3 separate regions of the Sus scrofa genome follow, and regions 1 and 2 are each linked to region 3. The links are chromatin contacts, called in public HiChIP or PLAC-seq and promoter capture Hi-C maps. All regions are on one chromosome and are shown on one strand. The core of a region is the stretch at or near the end of the contact, and the rest is flanking DNA. Distances in the headings are between cores, read along the strand shown. Region 1 overlaps ACVR2B (activin A receptor type 2B). Region 2 holds the start of EXOG (nuclease EXOG, mitochondrial). Region 3 holds the start of XYLB (xylulose kinase).

The links. Promoter capture Hi-C pulls out the DNA fragments that hold promoters and counts their contacts. HiChIP or PLAC-seq counts read pairs in DNA pulled down with a chosen protein or histone mark.
Region 1: a promoter capture Hi-C map of skeletal muscle shows a contact between it and region 3, with 6 times the contacts expected there. The contact joins the enhancer-like site here to the promoter of XYLB in region 3. A contact is called at or near these places in 4 of 5 promoter capture datasets (fetal liver, fetal skeletal muscle, liver and 1 more), 22 of 47 Hi-C or Micro-C datasets (adipocytes, adipose tissue, alveolar macrophages and 14 more) and 1 of 2 datasets of contacts at active chromatin or transcription factors (skeletal muscle).
Region 2: a contact with region 3 is called in an H3K27ac HiChIP or PLAC-seq map of alveolar macrophages. The contact joins the promoter of EXOG here to the promoter of XYLB in region 3. A contact is called at or near these places in 4 of 5 promoter capture datasets (fetal liver, fetal skeletal muscle, liver and 1 more), 18 of 47 Hi-C or Micro-C datasets (adipocytes, adipose tissue, alveolar macrophages and 13 more) and 2 of 2 datasets of contacts at active chromatin or transcription factors (alveolar macrophages and skeletal muscle).

The regions. Positions count from the first base shown.
Region 1 is chr13:23,254,819-23,259,235 of Sscrofa11.1, reverse strand. All of the region lies in intron 1 of ACVR2B (activin A receptor type 2B), which reads right to left. Among named protein-coding and RNA genes, the nearest start is that of ACVR2B, 19 kb to the right of the region's middle. Within about 2 kb of position 1,650, at least 4 of the 83 cell types and tissues checked have an H3K27ac peak or open chromatin away from gene starts, as enhancers often do. A contact at or near this core is called in fetal skeletal muscle and skeletal muscle, where this site is marked.
Region 2 is chr13:23,276,151-23,280,420 of Sscrofa11.1, reverse strand. It overlaps EXOG (nuclease EXOG, mitochondrial), which reads right to left and starts at 1,963. Exons shown (of 11, transcript XR_001300113.2): 1 at 1,057-1,963.
Region 3 is chr13:23,170,714-23,175,120 of Sscrofa11.1, reverse strand. It overlaps XYLB (xylulose kinase), which reads right to left and starts at 1,252. Exons shown (of 21, transcript XM_021071667.1): 1 at 1,045-1,252. The coding sequence starts at 1,101.

The DNA of each region.
Region 1 (4,417 bases), core at 401-2,900, 84 kb before region 3:
TGAACCACCCCTTCTGTCTCAGAAACTAGGAAGGCACTTCCTGCCGCTGCCTCAGCCTTGTCCCACACTCACCAGAGTCCTCCAGGGAGACAATGCTAGTGTGTGTCATCGTCCCCCGACCCCCACCAAAACACACACCCCTGACCAGACCTGATGGGAAACGAGCACCCTCCAGGGTCCCTTCTGCACCCAGCAAACAGCACCTGCGCCTGGCTGGACTGGAGAAGGTGGTAAAGGATCAGGAAGGTTAAGGCTCCCAGCATCACCATGGGGGAATGTGTGCACCAAGCGGGGCTGGCTGGTGGAGAGCAAGGGTAACAGAGGATCCTCCCAGCTGGGCTTGGTCCTCAAGACCCCTGTAGGTACTTCCTACCCACTCCCGTTCCCCTTCTGCCCTGTGCATGGGCCATCCAGGTCGCTGAACACTTCAGCCCAACTGCCCCTTCAAACACAGCCTCCAACATTTACCAAGTCCATTCCTCTTACCATGCCCTCCCAAAGAGCCCCCAGTCCCGGCCCCCAAATCTGCCCCACTGTCCCCAGGACCCCTACAACCCTGTGGCCTTTTGCATCCTCCATTTACCCAATTTATCTTCCTTGACTAGTTGCTTGTTGTTGTTTAAAGGATTATTTCAGACATTCAAGAAGTCTAAAAATAATATAACTAAAAATAATCCCTAGGAGAAAATAATGTAATGAACACTCACATAAGAAACAAAGCAAATGTGCTTGAGGACTGTCTTTTAAACAGCCTTCCCCTCAGTAAAGTTGATGAAGGCAGAAGCCATGCCTGCCGAGTGCTAGAACTGGTTCTGGACACAGGCGGAATAGATGGATGGATGGAAGGACGGAAGGAAGGATCTATGGTCGGACACAAGGACATAGTTATCTCCTGGCTAGAGCAGGATTTTGAAAGGAGGGGACAATAGGGCAGCCTCAGCCTATAAGCCAAGCCCCCGAGCCTCAGAGGAGCTTCCATCTCCCCTCAGACAACAAGCCCCTGCTCCCACATGTGACGTCAGGAGCCCAAACAAGAGAGGCCACTAGACATCAAGAGTGGTCCAAAGCTGGTCTAGCTCCACTCTGCAAGCTGATGACCAGGCAGGGAACCCTCTGGACACTACTGTGGGCAGGATCTATGTGGACAGGGCTGGGAACCCCAAACCTCAAGGCTCCAGGTAGGACCGAAGGGTCCAGGATGACATTAGACCCCCACCTGACAAGATCCTCCTACAGACTAAGTGAGAAAAAGGTGGCCTTGACTGCATTCAAGTCCTGGTGCTGACACCTCCAGCTACCCTGTGCCTCTGTGTCCCCACTTGTGAAAAAGGGGGTGATAACAGTACTTACTGCCTTGGCTGTTTCAAGAACGAAATGACTTAAAGAGTGGTTGGAACAATGCCTGGCACGGCTGCTGTTCTATCAGAGCCAGACCCCTCCCTGCTACCTATGCCATCTTGTCACAACACAAGCCTCCACCCCATCAAGCTGGCAGTGTGTACACCCACACCTGCAAGAGCTTTGCATTCAGAGCCCCGGGGGGATCAGGGGAGACTGGGAGACACCATGCCTCCCCCCACCTCCAGCTCAGGCTCTGCTGCCAACTGGAGAGGGATCCCCTCCCCATACCTCTTCTGCACACACTCAGCTATTTATAGCCTCTGGCAACACTCCAACCACAAGGCCCTCTGCCTTTTACCAGGCATGGGGCTCCTGCCCACACCCACAGAGCCAGGGCCCCAAGCACAGCAGGCTCCCCCGACCTTAGCCCACTGCCCATTTCTGCAGGAGAGGAAACTGAGCACCCCCCCCCCGCCCAAAGACACTTGGGCAAGGGGCTGGCTCTACCCCCAAGCACCAGCCAACCCAACCTCTGGCCTCCAAAGGAACCAGGTATCCAAGCAGCAGTGTCTCCAATGGGCAGTCCTTAAGTTCCAAGGGGGCTACACCTTGGTGGAAAGAAGTCCCCAGTGTTCCCCAAGCCCTCAGAGCAGAGAAACCCCGCTCCTGGACACACACCACCACCAAAAAAACATATTCAGGTTCCACTCAGAACCCACATTCCAGGAGGTGGATGAAGCTACATGGACCAGCTGTGATACTTGAGGTCTGTTTCCCAGGCCAATCAGCCCTGGATGCACTGGGCTTGTTCCAGTGGTGAGAAAAGAGGGAAATCCACTGGGGAGGGGGAAAGAGAGAAGGAGTCTTGGTGGAGGGTTTGGAGCTAGAGCAGTCACACCTCCCCTGGGGTCCCCGAACTCTGGGATGGAGGTGCACCCAGCCCAGCCAACATCTCCCAGAGGTACTACAAACCCCAGCAGCAAGTGGGTCATTGCACTCTGCCCTTGGCACCTGGAGGCCCCTCAGCAGCCCCTACCTCCCTCTGCAGGCACTGGAGAGTGACAAGACCAGGATGCATCTCAAGGCCCGTGTCCCCCACACTCCCTCAGGCCCCTGGCACCAGTGCACCCTCCCAGGAACCGCCGAGGCTGAGTGAGGCAAGCCCAGCCTTCTCCTCGTGGTCCAGCCTTCAGGTCTGCCAAGAGAGAGGCAGCCACCGCCTGCCCCGCAACAGTGACCACGCTCCCTTCCTGGGAGGCCCTGCTTTAGATGCTAACCAAAAGTTAGCTGAGCACCTGCTGTCCCAGCAGGCTCAACCAGAGGACTCCCTGGAGTCCTGAAGGTGAGGGCTCCCAGCGACAGTATCTGAGCTGTAACTCCATGTGGATGCTGACTCCATGTTCCCCAGTCCACAGAGGAGCATCTTCACTGCCTTTCCCACGACCAGAGGGAGGCTGGCCAGGTGTAGTAGGGGCCACAGACAACCGAAATGGAGGCAAGAGCGTGGGCTAGCACCACACACACACACACACACACAGGTGTGCACATACAGACCATGGAATGGCACATACAGACAAGAGGCAGGAAAAGAATCTAAAAATGTGCCTCTATTTCATCTCTGAATTTCTTTCACACAAGATAGTAACTCTATCCAAGTTATTTACTAAGAGTCAAAACCAGGTTTTGAACACAGGCAGCCTGGCTCTGGAGTACGTGCCTTTCACGTGTTCTGTGATGCCCCTGTCTTTGGTTCTTTTTAGGGCATATGGTGGTTCCCAGGCAAGGGGTCAAATCAGAGCTGCAGCTGCCAGCCTACACCACAGCCACAGCAATGCGGATCTAAGACGTGTCTGCGACCCTACACCACAGCCCGTGGAAATGCTGGATCCTTAACCTGCTGAGTGAGGGGATCAAACCTGTATCCTCATGGATCCTAGTGAGGTTCATTTCTGCTGAGCCACAATGGGAACTCCTGCTCGGTAATGCCTTTATTCTCAATGTTATATGACACTTCTTGTAATTAGTATTTTCCCAATTTATCTTCTTCCAACTTTTATTTTAAATCTTCCTGTATCTTTTCCCCTCAAATCAACCTAACACTGTCTTTGATCTAGAATTAAGTCCCATTATATTTATAATTAACACTATGGTTAAATTTGCTTTTTCTCTACTACTGCCACCCTTAGGTTATCCCTGGCATGCAGGAGTTCCCAGACCAGACTGAACCCATGCTACAGCAGTGACAACATCCAATACTTAATCCACTGTACCAGGATTATCTTTTTTAATTCCACATTTCAGCCACTTCTGGTCTGGAAATAATGAACCCTATTTCTATTCTATTCTAGTCTAACCTTTAAATCCTAATATGTATACTTATGCTAACAGCCTAAAAATAATCACCATCTCTCACATTCCTCATAGGAACTTAATGGTTCTAATCTCCAATTACCTCCTTCCAACTTACATTTAATTAATTTAATATAACGTGTGTGTTCAGTATTTAATTGGCTGTTGTTCTTCTTACCTGCCTCCCAGAGCAGATATCTGATACAATCAGCATTTTCTTGTCTGTCCATACATTCACCAACCTATCTGCTCACCATCCGTTCTGCATCTCTGCTCTTTCTCTAGGACCACTGTTCTTCCCAAAGAACACCTTCCTTCAGTAAAGATCTTTCGGTAGAGTTGCCTTTGTTAGCCTTTCTGAAAATGTTATTTTGTTCTTTTTCGTAACTTGACAGTTTAGAACATAAACTTTTAGGCTGAGTTATTTTCTTTCAGCGAAAATATTATCTGGCTTCCATCATTAGTGCTGAAACATCTATTAGTTTAAATTTGTAGATACTCTGTCTTTTCCCTCTGGCTGATTTCTCACATCTATTTCTTTTCCTTTTCTTTTTTCTTTTTTTTTTTTTTTTTTTTTTTTGTCTTTTTGCCATTTCTTGGGCCACTTCCTCAGCATATGGAGGTTCCCAGGCTAGGGGTCGAATCGGAGCAGTAGCCACCGGCCTATGCCAGAGCCACAGCAACGCGGGATCCGAGCCGCATCTGCGACCTACACCACAGCTCACGG
Region 2 (4,270 bases), core at 714-3,213, 100 kb before region 3:
AAAGAGTTAGTGTGTGGAGTTCCCGTCGTGGCGCAGTGGTTAACGAATCCGACTAGGAACCATGAGATTGCGGTTCGATCCGAGGCCTTGCTCAGTGGGTTAACGATCCGGCCGTGAGCTGTGGTATAGGTCGCAGACACGGCTCGGATCCTGCGTTGCTGTGGCTCTGGCGTAAGCTGGCAGCTACAGCTCCAATTTGACCCCTAGTCTGGGAACCTCCATATGCGGCGGGAAGGGCCCAAGAAATGGCAAAAAGACAAAAAAAAAAGTTAGTGTGGAGACAAAAGCACAGCCTTTTAAGTATTTGTAAAGGACCATGGTTCCTCCACACTGTTTTCAATGCTCCCATACTGAAGCAGAGACACGTGCTGCAGCAAGGCAGTGGTAAAACTAGTACAATTTTTCCTAGTGAGAGAAACCAAGTACACAATGAAGAGAGAGCTGTTTTCAAAATAATCCTCTTGATGCCCTCTGCAGGTTTCAACCCACCAGGATAGCTCTCTTGCTAAATGCGAAGTATCAGAAGGACCAAGTTAAATTAGCACGACGGGGACATTAAGAGATGAGATGAGCATGAGCTCATTTACTATGTCAAATATAAGGTATCCCTGATAACCTGCGGACTTACATACTTTAAAGAAAGGCTAGCAGGTGTTCTTCATTTGAACAATGATAAAATGAGGACTACTAAATATATGTCACTCATCCGTACTTACTGGAAGCCAATTATCTGCCAGGTCCCAGGCTGAGTAAATGGTGGAGAACGAAACTGACACGGTCCGAACGGTTATGGGACTAACAATCTAGGGGAGGGCATAGTAAAACACACATGTCGAGACTAATACTTTGGTGCAAGGGGGCGGGGGCAGATCCCCAGAGGAAGGAAGTGCACAAAGGAGGCAGGCGGGACGCGACGCAGAGTGGGGGCCGGGCCGGGGAACTGGACCGCGGACAACCCGGGGCCGGATGAGTGGAGACCGCGCGCGTCTAGGGTTACGGCTGGCTCCTACCCGAGATAGGAACCCGGGCCTGAGCTCTAGGGGCCCACACACTCACCGTCCGGCTCTTTCACCGCCAACGCAGGCTCAGCGTCCCGACTCCGGAGGAACTGCACGGCAGTAAGCCCCGCTCCTGCAGCGCCCACGACAGCTCCGGCCACAAAACCACTCAAAAAGCGCCGGGAGCCACGGAAGCGGGAAGCAAAACTTTTGACAACCATCTTGCCCGCGGCACCTGCCTTTCGCCGTAGCGCATGCGCGCCCCGGAAACCTGACAGCCAATCGCTACCCTGGGGCCAAGATACGCATGCGCCCCCTGGAGTCACCTGGCCCTGAGCCTCTCCCGGAGCGCAAGGGCGTGCCTTTCCTACCAAGCCCTCGCGCGCCCCCTGGTGACAAACTTGGAGGCCCAGGGGCATCCTGTCTCCATCCTTGGTCTGCTGGATGACGGATAACAACAGCATGATGCCTTGAAGGCTCAGTATGTGCATGTACAGTCTTAAGAAGAAAATACCTTTAGTCCCACTTAATAGGTAAGTAGTAAGTCATTTTCACATGTTTACACAAAGTTCTTCAGAGCCAAAATTCCAACTCGGGTCTGATTCCAAAACCTGTGCCACATTGGATGTCTTTATAACACTTGGTTTTGAAGTCACATGGTATATAAATCATAACTTCGAAAAATAGCTTTGCACCTCCTAAGGGGTTTCTTGACAAGACAGTACTCCATGGTGGCTGAGGACTCTGAATCCAGATGCAGAGCTTTGGATCCCCACCCAACCATTTCCTTCTTAAAATAGGAATAGGAAGAGTTCCCATTGTGGCTCACTGGTAACGAACCCCACTAGTATCCATGACGATTCGGATTCCATCCCTGGCCTCGCTCAGAGGGTTAAGGATCCCACGTTGCCCTGAGCTTGGTGTAGATTCCAGATGCCGCTTGAATCCTGAGTTTTGTGGCTGTTGCTGTGACTATGGTGCAGACCGGCAGCTGTAGCTCTGATTTGACCCATAGCCTGGGAACTTCCATATGCTCTAGTGCAGCCCTATAAAGCAAAAAATAATAGTAATAATTATAATAATAATACTCTTAGGCCATAGGGTTCTTATGAGGATTAAGGGAGGCTAACGATGTAAAGTGCTTAGGGAGGGACCTGGGGCATGTTGTTAAGCGCTGCTAATGTTAGAAATTTTTATTTAGTCAACGGTTTTATCTTTTTTTGTTGTTTTTGTCTTTTTGTCTTTTTAAGGCCACACCCATGGCATATGCAGGGTCCTAGGCTAGGGGTCGAATTGGAGCTACAGCTGCCAGCCTACACCACAGCCACAGCAATGCCAGGTCATTAACCCACTGAGCAAGGTCAGGGATCACACCTGCATCCTCATGGATACTAGTCAGGTTCATTAACCAGTGAGCCATGATGGGAACTCCTGTTTTATTTATCTTGATAGAATATAAATCCAGATTGCTGAATGCTCACCAACAAAGGAAGGACATTATGTCATTGGATTTTTTTGGCCCTGTGGCATGCACAAGTTTCCAGGCCAGAGATCCAACTCAATCTACAGCAGTAACAATGCTGAATCCTTAACCTGCTGAGCCACTAGGGAACTCCAGGAAGGATGATTGTTTTCTGCACTCTCACTCACAAATAAATGGGTCTTCTTAATTTTGCAGCACAAACTCCAGCATTCCATCTGGATTTAGTTTAAGCAGGAGGCCATGTCTAATAACCAGCTGAAGTGTAGTTTTAAGTTTCATGGCCCCATGCCCCTTCCCCCTAGGAATACCTGTCATGAGGTCATTTTGTATAATCCTCAGGGCCTCTGACACTAACTAGTTGAGCCAGATCAACCAGATTCTTTTTATGGATTTTGGATCTGGAACTTTCTCAGGATAGCAAAGCTGTGACACATAAAACTGTGGCACTACCCACACAGCCTTTTTTCCAAGTAGACAACAACAGATGCATCTAGTCTCCCACTGAGCACCTCTGGAACAAGTGCTGAGACACAGGTGAAAGCTTGCAATGCTGACCCCAACTTCTAAGCCTCTGAAAGAAGCCCAGACACATCCTGCCTTTACCCAGGGCTGGGCTGACCACTTTCCCCCAGGATCCTTCTAGCAAAGCCCCCTTTCTGTTTAATGGTGTCCGTCATTTCCTACAGGGAGTTCCCTGCTGGCCTAGTGGTTAAGGATTTGGTGGTGTCACTGCTTTGGCTCAGGTTTGACCCTGGCCAGGAACCTCCACATACCACAGTCGTAGCCAAAAAAAAAAAAAAAAAAAAAAATTATTCCAAAGAGCTCCAAGCAGGTTATGTAAGGTTTATAATAAACAATGAACAAAAAAGGCACTGACCCCTCCCCCAGGATTCAAAGCTGGTGTTTCTCCGCTTAGTAAATATTAGTCATAGGCCAGAAAAATCTTTTATGTTACTACAGAAAGCAGTGAGGTGATTTCTGGGGCTTTCCTGTTTTAGTAGGGACTATCATTATTTTATTAGCAGGGAACCATGTTTTCATCTAGTGAGATAAGTCAGGAACCCTAAAATGGGGGACTGGCTTGCTGATTCAGATTGGGGGTGGGGCCCCATCACTGTATTTTTAATAGCTCAGCAAATCACCCTGGTACTCAGCCACATTTGGAAATGGCAGAGTTTGTATTGTGCAGTAGTCCTGAATATAACTTATTTTTTAGGTTTCTCTGCTCCACTTACAAAATATTGCTCAAAGTTGTCTGCAAAGTATGAGAGTAGGGGGTAGGGTTGTATGTGCGGGGATCTTGGGGGTTTGGAAGATACACCCCAGTGAAGAAACAAACTGAAAGTCCCAGGACAGTCCATTAAGGAAAAGCCCACAGTGTCTCCACCTAGGTCCTGAGCCTCTAAAGGGCAAAACTGGAAACCTGTGATTAGCCCATCCCGCAGCCTTTGGCAGCCTAGGCCCTCAGCTATTAACACTGCAAGTTAACAAACAGGAACTCTTGGGGGTGCTCAAGCTGGTCCTGTAAGTGGGAAAACATGATTTTATTTATTTCTCTTTTTATCTTTTAAGGCCACACCCATAGCATATGGAAGTTCCCAGGCTATGGGTCAAATCGGAGCTATAGCTGCCGGCCTACGCCAGAGCCACAGCAACTAGAGAACTGAGCCACATCTGTGACCTCCACCACAGCTCACACCCACCGAGCGAGGCCAGGGATCAAACCCTCGTCCTCATGGATGCCAGTTGGGTTCGTAAACCACCGCGCCACAATGGGTACTCCCCATTC
Region 3 (4,407 bases), core at 3-2,502:
GCTAAGTCGAACACCCATGCAGCTCAGGGAATTTTTGTCCTCCAAACAGCCAGAGCCAAGGCCTTCTAGAGGTGGATATTCTTCTAGAGGTAGATAAGCTGGTTCCTATGTCAAGCAACGAGGTCTGAGAAAGTCCTAGAGGAGAAGGAATACGAGGTGGGTTTGGAGATGTCTCTGGGGCTCCGCACCTGCAGGGGTCTGAGAGATCAGGCAAGGCCCCTGGGCTGTTCCCAAGGACCAGAGACACTTCCCAATGGAGCAGACCTCCAAACCCAAGGGTACAACTCCTTTCTTAGACAGATGCAGAAAATGAGGCCTAGCAAGACAACCTGACCAAGGGTCACAGGGCTTTCTGGTAAGGGATTGGTCACAGCCTTGCTCCGGAGATCCATTCACAGAGAAAGGTTTGACTGCAACTGTGTTAATTTCCCAAGTTAAGGAGAAGGAGCCCCTGGACACCACAGGCCCAATCTGAAGGCAAATTTTGCCTCAGCTTGCCTGTCTGTAGGGCCCTGGGCACGCAGGTTAACCCAGCACACTGGTGCCAACCAATGGCTGTCACAGGTGGGACAAAGTTCATGTGTATACTGTGCCAATTTCGCTTTTTAAAAAAGGCTTCAAGCGGTGTTCTAGTTCTAGGTCACTGGTTCTGCCTGTGTGCCTACCTGTCTGTCTGGTCCTCTCTCTTACAGTAGCTGAATTCTTTGGGTTCCACCAACTGCGCCCAGGGGGCGTGAACCCTTTGGTCCCCAGGGCCCTCTGGGAGCTTTCCAGCTACGTGCCCGCAGGGTCCTGCGGGGGTAGGGGACACGGTGGTGGGGTGGGGTGGGGGTGGGGGAGCCGTTTCTGGAAGGACCGGGGGTCCAGGCCGGGTCACGGTCGCATCTCCCGCGCTGTAGGCACCGGCAGGCACAGCCGGGAAGCCCTAGAAAAGGCGCGCCCGTGGCGTGGCCCAGGGTTCCGGGTGCCTGGTTCACGCCGCCAGCCCGCCCGATGTTGCAAAGAGGGCGGCTACGCCCGGCTGGTCTGGGCCCGCGTTGATACCTGCTGCGTGCTGAAGTCCCATCCCAGGCAGCAGTGGCGAGCTGAGTGTTCGGCCATGGCTGCGGAGGTTCCGGCTACGGGTCGCTCCCGCCGCGGGACTGTCTGCAAGCTCCAACGCGGTCACGCCAGGGCCCGCCCCTCGCCCCGCCCGGCTGGACGCCAGACCCTGGGACCCCGCGGCCTGGCTCTCTGGCGCCGCCTGCCGGTGGGCAGGGCGGGGGACGTGCAGCGACTCAGTCACGGCCTGCTGTTCACACCAGGGTCCTCCACGCAGCCCTCTCCCTCCAACCCCATCCCGCCTCGCCTCGCCCCACCTCCCATCGTGCTCCCTGCAAAGGCTTGGCCCTAACAGTCTGCTTTCCCTCGGAGGACGCCTTGGCCAAAGGATTCACCTTTAAGCCAGCTTGTCCTTGCCTGTCTCTCTGGTGGCCCTGGGGACAGCCATGGCTGTCTCTCGTGCTGGAGAAGCTGTCCACTGATGGTGGTGACACAGGGAAATGTGCCCTGGGGATGGAGGCACTGGGCTCCAGCAGGCCCTGTCCTGAGCCAGCAAATTGAGTAATTCCCCAGCTCTGACATGTGCCACATCTCACCTCTGTATTTAAAGTCAGAGCCTGAGCCCCCCACCCCCTCCATCTGGGGCTCTTTTGTCCTTGAGATCAGCTGGTGTTGATGGTGTCACCTGTGCCATGCATGGTGACGGGGGGTGAGAACCAAATCAGACCCACTCCCTTAATTCCTACAGCTGAAGACACCTCCTCATCCCCTTATTCCCTCTGGTGTGTCCCCTGGATGGCCTCCCGGCACCTACTCAAGTGAGATGCTCTTCCCGGGAGCTCCCAGCCCAGCAGAGCCCTGATGGAATGGTCTGATTACCCGTATCTCTCTTGCTGAACTTGAACTGCTTAGAGCCCAGATCCTCCTCTTAGCCCAAGGTCCCAAGGTCAGTGGCAGAGCTGGACCCAAATCTAGAGAGTTTGGCTCCAGAGCTTAGGTGTTTAACCAGTAAACAAGACAATTTGCTGGAGAGCCTTGTGAGAAGGCCCAGGGGAAAATATAAAAGGCTCTCGAAGGCCAAGGCTACTGGCTCTGTCTCAGGCTGCCTCAGAGGGAGACCTACTCTTGGTGAGGGGTGCCTTTCTCTATGGGTTATGGCATCTGCCTCATTTTGATGACTCATCCTTTCTCTTAATAGAACAGCCTTTTCACTCCAGAGAAAACCAGAGGTGTGGAGGCCATTTGCCTGTGTAAGGAGACTACACACCCACTGTCTGATCCATTGGCAAAGAATGAAGATAGAATTTTTTCTTTTCTGGCCACAGGATCCTTAACCCCATTGTGCAGAGACAACGCTGGATCCTTAAACTGCTATGCCACAGCAGGAACTCCAAAGACAGAAATCATTTAGGGCTACACCTGTGGCATACGGAAGTTCCCAGGTGAGGGGTCGAATCGGAGCTACAGCTGTCAGCCTTCACCACAGCCGTAGCAACATGGGATCCAAGCTGCTCTGCAACCTACACCACAGCTCACAGCAATGCCTGACCCCCTGAGTGAGACCAGGGATCAAACCTGCATCCTCATGGATACTAGTCAGGTTCTTCCCCCCCCCAATGAATTTTATTACATTTATAGTTGTACAACAATCAGCACAACCAAATTTTATAGCATTTCCAGCCCAAACCCCAGCGCATCTCCCCACCCTCCAAGCTGTCTTATTTGGAACTAGTCAGGTTCTTAAGCTGCTGAGCCACAGAGGTAACTCTAAAGACAGAAATCTTAATTCTGAGTTATTAATACCTACAGTTTCCTGGTGGCCTAGTGGGTTAAGGATATGACATTGACACTGCTATGGCTTGGGTCACTGCTATAATGCAGATTTGATCCCTGGCCCGGGAATTTGAACAGGCCTCAGGGGAGGCCAAAACAAGAAAAAACCCAAGGTGTCCATACCACCCATGTTGTCCTCCTGTTGTTGATGCCCAGGTTGCAATGGCCTGAGGCTGGTCTTTTGCTTATCAGCCTCCAAACTTGAACCTGGATCCCTGCATAGAGCCTGTCAAAGAACTCCTGCTCTGATTGGGAACCGAGTAGAGACTGCCCTGAAGCATCTCTTATCAATTGACCAGATTGCCCACAGTCCCTAGCAAGGCTCCTATCCTCCTGGGGTCCTTAAGGGTACCACAACCTGAGGGCAAAGCTCAGAAGAGGAGTCACATAATCAGATTTGCAGATTAGGAAGGTCACTCAAAATGCTGTGTGGAGAAGGGAGACAAAGGGGAAGAAGGGAAAATTAGAATGTGTTTGGAGGTGGTCTGAACTAGGGCTTATGCCTCAGAGGTGCTGAGGATGGAGAGAAGCAGATGGATTCAGGAGATACTTAGAACCCCATGGACTGAGGGAGGGAAAAGTCAAATGTAATGCCCAAGTTTTCAGTTGAGGTGACCTGGTTAGTTAACTGTTTTGTTTTTTTGTTTGTTTTTGTCTTCTGTTTTAAGGCTGCACCTGCGGCATATGGAAGTTCCCAGGTTAGGGGTCAAATGGGAGCTGTAACCACTGGCCTACACCACAGCCACAGCAACTTCAGATTCAAGCCATGTCTGTGACCTACACCACAGCTCATGGCAACACCAGATCCTCAACCCACTAAGCGAGGCCAGGGATCAAACCTGCGTCCTCATGGACACTAGTCAGATTCATTTCCACTGAGCCATGATAGGAACTCCAGTTAGTTAACTGTTGATGCATAACAAAACACCTCCACACTTGGTGACCTCAAACAGTAATCTTTTCTTGTCCCTCAGATGTGAGCAGGTCACTTGATCCAGACGTGGCTCAGAGTAGCTTTGTTCCACATGTCTCTCATTTTTGCCTTCCTGGGACCCGCAGAGACTCCGAGCACGCTGTTCTCATGAAAGGAGGGGGACAGAAGAGGGTACAGTCGTGAGGCCTCTGAAGGTCTAGACTTAGAACTGCCTACTACCCTTCTGCCTTGACGTCACTGGTCAGTCTCATGGCCAGTTCAAAGGCAAGTGGTGGGGGGGAGGCCGCAGTAATGTTAGGGAACCATTGACTGAAACCGCCCACCTTGGCTAGGCAAGGGAGCAGCCACTTGAACGAGTTGTGTCACAACCGGAGGCCCTCATAAGGAACATGGTGCTGCCGTGAAAACTAACCAGGAGAATTTAGGAGGGTCAATTGGAGCGAGGAGACGACCAAACTCCCAGAATCCTGGGTGCTTGAATCCATTTTGGCTAAGAGGTGCCCTTGCCACCAGAAGGACCCTGAGCCAGACCAAGGACGGGCCCAGCAAAATGATTAGCCAGAGACCCGGAAACTAATCCCATTCCCATAAACCCTGAG